3 separate regions of the Zea mays genome follow, and regions 2 and 3 are each linked to region 1. Evidence: chromatin contacts called from public Hi-C data. All regions are on one chromosome and are shown on one strand. The core of a region is the stretch at or near the end of the contact, and the rest is flanking DNA. Distances in the headings are between cores, read along the strand shown. Region 1 holds the start of LOC103631336 (putative transcription elongation factor SPT5 homolog 1). Region 2 has its middle 12 kb from the start of LOC103629888. Region 3 holds the start of LOC100283804 (erwinia induced protein 1).

Region 1 (3,901 bases), core at 382-2,881:
GATCCAGGACGGAGGGTGATCTTGCTGTGGAAGGTGACGGCCATTGAGCTAGCTTGGGTCGTCGACACACCCCCTACCTGGCGCGCCAGCTGTCGGTGTTTTGGGTCCGACCGCACACCCGGGGTTGCCCCTCAAGGTGTTTTTAGGAGTAGGACGGTGTCGCCGACTGTAGCAAAATGGTTCGTGCCAGATGCACGAGGGACAATAGACAATGTTTACAGGTTCGGGCCGCTTGGAGATGCGTAACACCCTACGTCCTGGTGAATATGCTTGGTGAATGAGGTTACAAGGGAGCTCTCTGAATTGAGAACGCAGAGAGTTGAGGTGGGTGGCTGAGTAATAGGTCGATCGTTCTGAAGGGGTGCCCCCTAGGCCTTATATACTCGACCGTGGGGTAATACACGTGGATATGATAACAATGTATAGCTAAAAGATAGTGAACTGTTTGAGTTTATCTCCCTGTAGTTCTGCCGACTTATCCCCGCATGGCTCCGTTGCATGGGGGCTCCAGCGCGGGAAAGTCGGATCTCTGTTGTGGTCGCTCGCTCGACGTTGTGGGCCATCCGGACTGGCATCAATCCGGCCTCATGTCGATCTGCTTTGTTGATTGTCCCTCCCCAGGGACATGAAAGAATGACCTTACGATTTATTGGGCCCTTGGGCCTTTCGTGAGGTCTTTTACTCTTTTAGTGGACCCGGGGATATCTGTCCCCCACATGGACAATATATGAGTTTGATATATGAACATGTATGGTGTTTAGTTGCTTCTTCTACTTTGTTCTAATTGATGAATAAAAAATGAATGTGTCTTTCCTTCTTTTCCTTCTGTCGGGAGAGCACATCTCATGAAGTGATCCAAAATTAATTACTACTAATGCTTTTATCAGCGGTGTTCGTGTACAGTCGCAACGCACGGACAACTAAGGACATGTTTGTTTCAGCTTATAGATTATATAATCTGGATTATAATCTAAATTATATAATCCAGATTATAATCTAGATATATTATAATCTACATGTAGTTGTTTGGTAGTTTAGATTATACAAATGTAGATTATTTATAAAGACAACAATATCCTTATTTGTTTATTTGAGGTGAGAAAAAAGGATGGTATATATTTAATTTCTATTTACATAACCATGAGTAGTTGGTCTTTTGCCAAAATAATCTTAAATAAGCCACTCTTGAGGAGATTATAAGATTATCATAATCTGGGGTTTAGATTATATAATCTGAACCCATAATTTAGGTGTTTGTTTATCTGCTGGATTATTTGCGCTGAATTATATAATCTGGAGAGATTATAATCTGAAACAAACAGGGTCTAACTAGTTATCCTTGATGATTAGCGGGTGGAGAAAGAGACATGAATCAGTAGGTCATATAACCAATGATATGATGTGTATTTTTTTGTGCAAATTCACGGGAAAGTATGAAAACAATGTTTTTGAATTACGGAGCTTCGAAAATTCTATGAAAGCGTCGTCTATTTTAGTTTTTTTTGAAGGTAGAGCTAGTAGAGCTGAACCTGTTTGAGATCTAAAACCGAAATTTTATTGATTTTTTTTTCAGTTTTCTGAAACATATACCAAATTGATAATGATTAATTTCGGTTTCATTTCCGATTACAGTTTGGTTTTCCGATTAATTTAGCCGGGGCTTGGCAGCCCTACGCGCGGCTTCGCGGAGTCGCGAGGCGGCTCGGCTCTACACCTACGCGTGCGCGGCCTCGCCTCTTCCCTCGCACGACTCGCCGCGAGGAGTTTCCCCTTCCTCCGCGTGCATCCCCGCGAGAGCTCGAAAACCTAGCCGCCAAATCCATGGCTCGCCGCGACCACGACGACGACGACGAGGAAGAGGTCGAGGAGGAGGCATACGACTTGGACGAGGAGGAGGATGACGAGGATGAGGAAGACGACTACGAGGAGGAGGCGAGGCGCGGGAAGGCCTCCCGCGGCGGTGGCAAGGGTGGCGGCGGGCGGAAGCGGTCACGCGAAGACAACTTCATCGACGACTCGGCCATCGAGGACGAGGACGAGGACGACGACGACGACGGCGGGGGCCGGCCGAGGAAGAAGGGCGGCGGCGGGGTGCGAGGGTTCTTCGACGAGGAGGCCCAGGTCGACGAGGATGAGGAAGAAGAGGACGAAGGCGAGGGAGAGGACGGTGAGTGGTCGCCCTATTTTATTGCGTCGTGATGCTCTGTTTATGACTTGGGTGGTATTTCTCCAGTCTTTGTTGAGATCTGTGACCTAATTTGGTCGATTTCCAGAACTGGATTTGGGAATACAACGAGAAATTAGCAATTTCTGTAACACTTCATGCTCTAGGCGGAATCCATCTCTTTTGTTTTGTTTTCATGACTAGGTAGTAGCTGCAGGTTGGCAAGAAATTTAGTTTCGTAGCAGTTGTGTAGCTAAAACAGCTAATTTTGATGTTCGCCTCTTCTCCAGATCTTAAAATGAAGCTTAGTCATGTTTAGATAAATTGTTTGATAGAGGTGCACCCTAGGTGATGGTGATTAGCAAAAGACTAGTTTTTTCTAGATCAAAAAGTTAGCTGAAGCACACTCCCAATATGTTTCATGAACTTGTTAGTGCCTGTGGAGATCCCGTCTTAATTATCTGTTCAGTTGATAATGCTTTGTTGTTCAACCTCAAGTTGATCTAATATATATTAATTTCCTTTATGTAAGCTTATAGCAACGGTGGTTTGGTCAGACATAATTTTTAGGGGTATAAGGAACCAGACTTAGTTGGATGGTATTGTGGCAAACTTGATGCTAGGGCCTGAACTTGCACTGCAACTGGAGACTTGGATTTGTTCTGTCTGATAATTTTAGGCATGCAGAACTGCCTATGAGAACAAACCTATGGGCCTGCTGTTATCATTTTTCAAAAGCTACTTGAAAGGACTGGAAAGAGCCAGTTCTCATTGCCATATTAACACTGTACCAAACACTGCATACAGTTGACTGAACTTTAATCTTCTTATGCTATCAAATTAATTAGTTTCATTTTTTTGAATGTTGGATAAGATACTTGAAGCTTGACAAAGCCTTGGCACCAAATTGAATATCCATTCATAAATTGTATCATAATTCAAATTATTTAGCCTTATGAAGCAGGAAAAAATTATGCCCTCTAGACTGAAACTTTTTATCTGGATCAAATCAAATTATCTTCCGTATTCTTTCTTTTACCCTCATTGTGCAATTTGAACTATCAGGATGCATTAGATTTTCTGTAAGAATTTACTGGTAACCCTGGAAATATTCCAATCAGCTCCAAGCTTTCATCCATTTTCACAGTTAATTTCACAAGCATCTTCCTCCCTTGATTACTGGAAATAATGGAGTGGACATACTGAACTGTTTTATCTCTGAACTGAGTGCCGATCTATCTACACATTACAAGCAAGAATTATGAATGTTGAATTCAGCTGTTTTGCTCCAATGCTACTTAATACTAAGTTATGATGAAAAAAAGTTAATCTTGGGCCTGGGCAGAATGTACTACTTAATACTTCTTAGTAGAGCAAACTAGACAATTAGACATCGACCTGGTGACACATTGTGCTGGACTGCTGGTTATGACTAGTATCATTGCTATCTGGTGACACATTGTGCTGGACTGCTGGTTATGACTATTAGCATTGCTAGAAACAGTGTCATCCTGTTCGGTCGAGCTGGTTGCAGCTGCAGTAGCCATCCCACCAACACCGTAGCAGCTGCACCAAGTCAGCAGCAGATACAGCCAGAGAGAAGAGGCTGCACTAAGCAGGATAGGCTGCAGGCATGCAGCTGACCGGCTGGGCTATTCAATCAGCCGCAGTCCAAAGCCCCAAACACCCGCTTAAATCAGAAGCAAACATGCCCAAATATAAGGCACGGTTTAATTT
Region 2 (3,975 bases), core at 1,469-3,968, 150 kb before region 1:
ATCGTGCAAAAAAAAAAAAAAAGCACATATATTGTTCGGTCCATGATGAGATAAAGGGAGGTTCATATTGGTCGTAAGAGTTCGTTCATGGAGGCATAAAGGCTAAAGCACCGGCAGGAAACGAGCCATGGAGTGGTCACGCAAGCAAGGAGAGAAAAAGGGAAAAAAAGGTACAAGAGGCCGCGACGAATCGAACATGCATGGATATGGAAAAGAGAAAAAAAGAAGGCGATGATGATGAAACAAACGGGGCCCGGCCGGGGTGAGAAAGGTCGGTGCTCGCCCTAGCGAGCGAGAGCTATATTATCATCATCCCCTGGTGGCTGTGTAGCCAGCCCTGCAGGTCTGTAGGGGTGAGTTGTCGAACGCTACTAGTACTCCCTCCAAGCATTATTACGCTATCGGACTCCTCGTCAATTGTACCAGGACTTTAGTGTAGAATTTTTACTAGGAGGCACGCAGGAGGAGAGATCTGGCAGAAAAGAACAGGAGAGATCTGGCAGTGGCAGCAACAGAGACGTGCCTGGCAACTGTACACCAGTCGTCAAGGGCGCAAGCGCAAGCGGCCGGACAGAAAAACAAGAGGATACTGCAGCAAACCACCAGGCCCTTTAAATCCCATTGCTGTCTGCCCTGTCCCTCGCAATCGCAACCTTCCAATCCCTTCCCTGTTTTGCAACTTGCTGGAGTGGACGGGGTGCGGGCGCGCGGCGCCTTGCACTGCAGCTATCCGATCTAGCATAAATCGCCCCCCGCACCCCCCCCCCCCCCCCCCCCCCCCCCCGAATTGGCGCCATGTGACACATAAAATCATGCACGACTGTGCCAGCTGAGGTCCACTAGTGCTTTGTGAAGAATCTGGTTTAATTCTTTTGTCAGATATCTGGCGAAGAAGAGTATGCTGTTTTTTTTTTAATTTTTGGAAAGCCTTTTGGGTTTTGAAATTGGTAATCCATTTTGCCCCCTTTTCTTTCTTTTTTTTTTAGAAAAAACAAGAGGTGTAAATTGTCAAGGTGGTCTATTTTGGTAGAAAAATATGAAGTTCAGTCTGATCGCTTCGGTAAAAAAGAAAAAGAAGAAGAAAAATGCATCAAGCAGCAGGCTGCAACGATCTACTGGGTTGGGTTAGCGGGAACAGTAGGGCTGAACAGAGACGCTAGGGGGGTGGACGACCGGAAGGGGCAGATCGAGTGCGTTTGCGCTAAAAACTAGTACGTGATGGCGGAAAGGGGCAAGTACAGATGCGCACACTCCAGGGAATATTCCTGGGCAGAATCATTGCTGCTTTTCTGGTGAAAAGAAAAAAAAAAGTCGGCGCACCGCAGGCCGCAGGTGAGGTGTATAGTGTGGTAGAGAAATTTGTTGGTTTGTGGGTAAGGAATAAAATCGAGACACTTGTCGGTCTCAATCCATTTGGATTGAGTTGAATTAGGTGTGTTTAAATTCTAAGTAAGTTAAAATGGCTTTATCTCGTTTAATATGACAGGTGTGGGATGATAGTAGGGACCTGCCGGAGATGGAGATGTTCTGAGCCATGGCTTGCTATAAGGGTCTGTTTGGTTGGGCTGTGGCTGTGAAAAAAGTTGCTGTGGGCTGTGAGCTGTGGAAAAAGCTGCTGTAGGCTGTAAGCTGTTAAAAAGCTAAAAATCATTTGGTGGAAACCATTAAAAGTCGTTAAAAATTCTTCGATATATGTTTTCACAGTTCCATCTGAAAAGCCACTAAAAGCAGGTCCAGAGGTGCTTTCAGATTTGCACTACGAGAAAGTTGGCTTTTAGAAAAAGCTGTTTCCTGGATCCAGTCTTTTGGTTGGCTTTTGGCTTTTAGGGGGGCAAAAGCCAAAGCCAAAAGTCAAACCAAACACACCCTAAGTTCTAAATACGTGGTGGTATAGTACAGGTACAGGTACAGGCGTACAGCAATTTGGCAGTGTTGGCCACGGACGTCGACGTCGACGTCGCGTTAAAAGCAACAGGGATGGCGAGTGCGTGCCGTCCTCGCCGGGAGCGTGCGGCTGCGCTTGGTCCGCGCGCGCCAGCCGCTCGCTCGCTCGCTCGCGGGGGGCCGACGCAGCAGACACCGCGCCGCGCGCTGGATACGTTTCGGCCCCCGAGTCGCTGGCGCTGGCGCCGGACCCCCGGTGCTGGGTGCTGCAGGACTGCAGGGCATCATGCGCATGTGGCCATGTGGGGGTTGTCATGCATGCCGGCGGCTAATCATGGAGTGGCTGGCCTCGTCAGCACTTGAGTGACTGGGTCTCCCGTCTCCTCCCGGCTCCCGCTACGGACGGAGAGGAGTACTCCTGCGCATCCAGCTGCACAATCGGCTGAGGTCGCGTGCTTTTTTGCGTGACTGGCACACACACCTTTCTTCCCTCGGCTGCTGGGCTGGGCTGGCCATTCTGTAGGCTATCCAATGGGACCGTCGTCAACTTCCGGGCCTGCATCGATTTCGCTCGCCACAACATATGCTCTGCCCTAAACCCTACTCTCTTATGCACTACTGCACCTCGGATTCCGTTCCATTCCATCTGCTGATGCGCTGCTGACTCTGACTCAAGTGGTCCAGTTGCATGGCCCTCGCTACAGAACCGCCCTTGACTTGTGGTCGAGACCGAGACCCCGACCAGGAAGGAAGGAAGCCTTGTCCTGTGTAGTGTGTCCTACCGAAAATTCTACTACTAGTACGAACATTGAGTACGAGGCTACGACCAAAGGCCGTCGCTGTCCATCTGGGCCCGCTTCGCAAGGACGCGCGCGTGCCCGAGCGGCCCACTGGCACCACGTACTCTACCACCGGCAGGCGTCAGCCTAAAAACCCCGCATGAATCATGCCTTGCCCGGCCGTGCGGAACCGGGCCCGAAGAAGAATAACATGCCGTGCTGGCCCAGGCCACGACGCGCGCACATGGGCGCCCACCGCGTCGCCGGGCCGTAGGTGCAAACTGGAAAGGGGTACTAGGAACTGCAGACTGTATTGTACACGCTCTGTCCTTAGTGGTTGGTGGCCACCTCTCAACTGTTATGGATTTATGTTTGGTTTAATCTTAAAAAATAACCAAACATTTATGACTACAAACGTTTAAAACATAAATAAAAATTACAAATGTCATAAAGTATAAATAAAAAAATTCACATAATTCTTGGAGCCAAAGAATTTCATATGTCGAATTCCACAATTGCTTTCAATTTTTTTTAAGAATTTCTTATACCTTAGTTAGTCAGAAATAAAAACATGAGCTGATGTGACGCTCGTGTGGACCAATCATAACACGCCACGTCGTTAAAGTTGACTAGAATTTAACGTTTCGAGTTAATACTAGTCAGTTCAGATCACTGTCGATTTGACGCCTAGACCATGCAACGTATAAGTAAACTAGTTAGTTATACATTGTTGAGCATCGTTTGTGACACTGGACACGACAGAACAGTCTGACCCTGAAGCCCGGAGTCCGACTTGTGGACGGTCCGGTCTTAGGCATGGACAGTCCACAATTAGATTATATCAGGCGAATTAACTCCTGTCTCCACGCATGTTTCTCCCTCTAAACTCGTGGAAGTTGTTGGAGGACGACTAAAAACGGATCCAGACCTCTCCCTATATATTTGAAGGGGTATGTCAATTCAAACACCAACAATCGAATCAAATTAATATATCTTTCATTCCTTTACTCCTAGGTCGCGGACCGTCCGCGCTACCTCAGAGAGCACCGTCGACGATACTCATCATAGTGATTAACGTTCAGATCAGCCAACAAGATGAAAGAGGATACAACACGAGATCAAGTGTTGGCAACTGCAAGTTTTGCTGCTTAGAAGACAGAAGGCCCAAACTTCCATGATAATTCAGACATAGTGCGGTATTGGGAATATACAGATACCAACTAGCATAAACAAGTAGATCCCTAGCTAGAATCATTTCACGGTGCTTGGAAACTTTGGAGGCATGCAGTAGCAAACTAACTGCTTCACACAT
Region 3 (4,513 bases), core at 641-3,140, 190 kb before region 1:
AGAATTAAGCTGCTATTAGAGCATTGCATACTTGAACATGATGCTGATAGTGAAGACGGTGTGCAATACAAACTACAAAGAAATAAGGGTGTTACAGTCCAAAACAAATAAAAGGCAAGAAAACTACATTGAACAGAAGGGTAAGTTTACTTGAGATTCGCTGGCCCACAACTGCACTCCACACAGTTACCAGCAGTCAGTGCATAGGTTCCATTTGCCACAAGCAATCCATAGTCCGAAGCAGAGTTAGGAAATGCTGAGGCGCAAGCTAATGAAAGAAACAAATGGTTGTCGTTAGAAAGGAAGTACTGATCAGCAGAGAGAACGGCACAATTAGAAAGTATCCTTCTCAACGATCATTATTGAATCAATCAGCAAAACAAAAGATATGCCTCCATGAAAGTGAAAGACACTTCCATAAAAAATGAAAACCTGTCACTGCACATTTTTATAAGTTATCTTTAGCTAATGCACTGAATACTATATTCACTCAAAGCAACCCTTGCTAAAATTCATGAACCATAGCAAATAGAATTGTTCACATATACCACACAAACACAGAAAAGAAAATCTTTCACAACCTAGCCGCTGCAAGCTTGGCTTGTCCCACCTAATCATAGATCAGCCATTTCAAGTGGTACTTTAATTTTAAAGTTTAAAGCCATTACTGCATCCTGCGTTTGAAAAATCCAAATACTGGCAATGCCTTATAACTAGTTTAGAAGGGCCTAATGTAACTATGTAACGTTAAATTGAGCCTTTACAGAACTACCCCTTTAGACTTTCACAAAGGTACACCTGTCAACAGTCAACCAATACTTCAGGTTATGTTCCCTGATCTAAGGTTATTGACAATCATAAGAATAAAAATGCTGGGCGGTTATTGGGAAACTAGATTCCTACAGAACTTGAAACAACATATGTTTTCAATCAATTTATAGTTAATTTGACAGAAAAGTGATGGAATGTTTGCCAAAGTTATGGCTTATAAAATTCTCTGCAATTGCCACGGCAGTTTATTCCAATCTTGTGCAGTCCAATGAGTGACTGTTTACCAGACAATGGTATGGCAAGGATGTCGCCTGGTGCGACAATGGGGCTCCCCATGGCGTTCACATTGCTGATATCAGTGACGGTGGTTGTGTGGCTGGCGGCGATGGATTCCACGGTGTCCCCGACCTGCACGACATAGGAGAGGTACACAGCGGGGAGGTTGTTGTCGGTGGAGTTGAAGCAGACGCAGGGGAGCGGGATGACGAGCTCCTGGCCCGGGTTGAGCGGCGCGTCGGGGTCCTCGGCGGCGAGCCCGTTGGCGGTGCGGATCTGGTCGGCCGAGGGGAGGCCGGCGAAGACGACCTCGGAGATGGAGCCGAGCGTGTCGGAAGGCCGGGCGGCGTAGCGGATGGCGACGGACTTGCGGACGCCGTCGGCGCAGGCGCAGCGGGTGGGCACGCGGAGGGGTGTTCCCGCGGGGAGGATGCGGTTGGCGGCGCCTGGAGAGGCGAAGTCCAGCGCGTTGGCAGCCAGTACCGCTGCCGGGTCGGCGCCGAAGAGCGCCGCCACCTCGGACACCTTCATGTCCGCGTAGAGCTTGTAGCCCAGAAGAGCCGGGCACGCGTCCGCGCCAGAGCACGGCTCGATCGTCGTCTTCGCCGTCGCGCCGTGGAATGCCGCTGCCGCCGCGAGGAGCAACAGCAGCGCAGTCGGCGGCGTCGCCATTTGGGAACCGAGGATTTAGGGTTTGGGCTTGAATAGTAGAGGGAGGCTATCTGGCAGAGGAGGGCGGCCGAGGTGAGTTCGCCGGTGGAGCGTGCAGCTCTGCGCTCTGTAGCGTGATTGTGTGAGCTCAAGTGTTGGGTGTGAACTGTGTGGAGAGTAGGTGAAATGTGTGCGCAGACGGAGGTGTCTGGACTGTCAATGACGGATGGGGTTAGCGATACTAAGGCCCACACGTCTGTGAGACAGTGGCTAGTTTGGTCAACATGCAAGGACGGGGACACTTCTTCCCAGGGAGACGTTGAGCTTGAAATACGTGGCCTGTGTGGGAGACGGGGGGACAAATGTCTCGTGACCAGGTCTACAAACGCTCTGTTACTGTGATGTGTGGGCCACAACATTGGTCCACCGTCCACGTGTCCCGTTGCACAACGGAAACATTGACGATCGTAACGGAACAGAGCTTGGGCCTGGATTGGGCCAAGGTTGGCATTTTCGGACCATGACCACAGTCTACCCTGTAATCTCAATTATTAGTTTTTCTCCAAAAACCTCATTAATATTTGCATTAGTTATTGCTCCTTTTGTTCTAAATTATAAATTATTTTGTTATTTATAGACTTATATATATTAATATATTTTATATCTATATACCAGTACAAAAATATGTACTTATAATTTAAAACAAATAAAGTCGCAAATACGTCGATGTGTTGCAATGGGACATAATTTTGTGCGCGGTGTTAGCTATATTCATTGGATTTAATTAGACATGGATCCACCTTAAACCAAACGAATTTTGAGGCCCATTTTTTTCAAACACGAGTAGTTGGAGTTGTATCTTCCAATCTCTTCTCTGCTATCTATCAAGTCAATAGTGTAGACCCCCCCCCCCCCCCGCCCCACACATCGTGTTGCCCCATCCTCCCAACCGTCCACCGCGGAAATCTCGCTCGCCCACTAGATCCACACCCCTCTGCAAGCCTCGCCGCCAATGAAGGAAACGATCATGATGGATCTGCATCACAACAGATCGATGGAAGGTGGTGCTGGGCGAGAAGGGCGTCAACTGACATGTGTAACTAAACACAAGTTGGATCTCCGCTTTAAATCACCCCACGCCCGTGAACCCCCACCCGCGCTGTCAACCCCAGCTCCTGCAGGCCGCGGGAAGGCATGGAGATTAGTGATGACGTATAAGAGGGATTATTGTAATTGTATTAAGTATTCAGGGACAAACGTTCCCTCCAACCCATCTTAGACAGAAGTTTGTGCCCAATATTGTTTGTCTGAATCTTAGCCTTCTCGGCGGCTTCTTTGGTAGCCTTTTTGTGCAGCAATGTCTTTACAATGTGCCATGACCTTTTCAAGTTCTTCTGGAGGAATGGAGTCACCCACGTATCAAAGGGCTGATTTGGCGCCTGTTTGTAGCTTTATATTTTTAGTTCATCCCATGTATCAACAAGAGATGACTTCAATGACTCTTCAACTGCTCTTATCAGGCACATCCTGATTAATGGCACTATCAGGCAAGCCCATTTTCTAGGGTGTAGTTTGCCCTGTAGCAAATCTGGCAGGTAGAAAACAAGTGCATTGCAGGTTTCTGTACATGCTATGAGCTATTGTCAGCTATTTTAGACTTCTAGCTTTCCCAACATGCATACCTATTAACCATCAGCCATTCCAGTTTTCACATCTTATTGGGCGGTCTCGTCATACGCCTAGATAAGGTTCGCGAATACCACGGACGGGGCGCCCCGAGAAGGCATCGCCAAGGCACGGAGGTCAACCCCAGTGTGAAATTGGGCAACGGCTAGGCAATAGCGGCCCCACGGTGGATGTCGAGGTCCACGATGTTCCGAACGTGGCTCAGAATGTCAAGCAGGTACTGCAGACATGCAGTTCTTCTCTTCCAAGTTTTACCCATAATTGGCTAGATTTGAGTTGTTTTTTGACTTAGAAGCATATTGGTTGATCTTATGAACCTATGATCATATACTTGGTAAACTAGTTAGTCCAAGTGATTATAATGGTCATCAAGCACCAAAACAAGTGTAGAAACAGATTAGGCCACAATTTCCTTTCAAAATGGCTATATCTAGACTCACTTCACTATTTTGGACACTTGAGGCTCTTTTATCACTTGGAGGTGTTGCACTTGTGTATAGAACTTATTGCTTAGCTCTTAGATGTTCAATGTACTGGTTAGGGTGGTATTTATAACCCCAAACCACCCATATAGCGGGTGGTTAAGCACGCAAAAATCTACACACAATTAGTGTGCACCGGACCTCAAATGGTGCTAGTCCTATGCACCATCGGACCTCTGACACTCTGTCTACACTATGTCTTGTCAGTAGCCATTGCGGAAAAGTTGTCAGCCTGTCAGTACTCACCGGACCGTCCGATGAGCCATCGAACAACGCCATGTAGGCACCATGTCATCCAATTGTTGGTCCATCCCATTCGATGTTGGGTCTCTTGTTGGTTTGGTGCACCATCTGAATTTTAGTCCAACAACGAGCTCTCGAGAATTCTAGAATTTGGGTCCGGTGAACCACAGGAATTGGTCCAGCATGCCAAAATATTCCGTGTCCCAAAATAGGCTCTTTGGAACTTAGTCCAGTGCACACTTGACTCTAGTGTAGTGCACCAGCTGTATGAGTCTTCTAATAGCTTCGCTGGAACTTTGGTCCAGTGCAGCACTGGACCTAGTCCGGTGCATCTAGAAATAACCAATTTAATCCAACTTTGGGCATAACATCGTTTCCTGCCTTTTGCTAGTGTCTTGAGCACT

Evidence for each region. Hi-C and Micro-C count contacts between places; a contact is called where the count stands out from the background.
Region 2: a Hi-C map of leaf shows a contact between it and region 1, with 4 times the contacts expected there. The contact joins the enhancer-like site here to the promoter of LOC103631336 in region 1. A contact is called at or near these places in 4 of 25 Hi-C or Micro-C datasets (bundle sheath, ear, leaf and 1 more).
Region 3: a contact with region 1 is called in a Hi-C map of leaf, with 4 times the contacts expected there. The contact joins the promoter of LOC100283804 here to the promoter of LOC103631336 in region 1. A contact is called at or near these places in 4 of 25 Hi-C or Micro-C datasets (leaf and an unstated tissue).

Annotation. Positions count from the first base shown.
Region 1 is chr6:120,735,057-120,738,957 of Zm-B73-REFERENCE-NAM-5.0, reverse strand. It overlaps LOC103631336 (putative transcription elongation factor SPT5 homolog 1), which reads left to right and starts at 1,631. Exons shown (of 22, transcript XM_020539445.2): 1 at 1,631-2,167. The coding sequence starts at 1,822.
Region 2 is chr6:120,885,049-120,889,023 of Zm-B73-REFERENCE-NAM-5.0, reverse strand. No RefSeq gene overlaps it. Among protein-coding and RNA genes, the nearest start is that of LOC103629888, 12 kb to the left of the region's middle. Within about 2 kb of position 2,718, at least 18 of the 20 cell types and tissues checked have an H3K27ac peak or open chromatin away from gene starts, as enhancers often do. A contact at or near this core is called in bundle sheath, ear, leaf and 1 more, where this site is marked.
Region 3 is chr6:120,926,091-120,930,603 of Zm-B73-REFERENCE-NAM-5.0, reverse strand. It overlaps LOC100283804 (erwinia induced protein 1), which reads right to left and starts at 1,890. Exons shown (of 5, transcript NM_001156703.2): 1 at 1,056-1,890; 2 at 151-268; 3 at 1-72. The coding sequence starts at 1,719.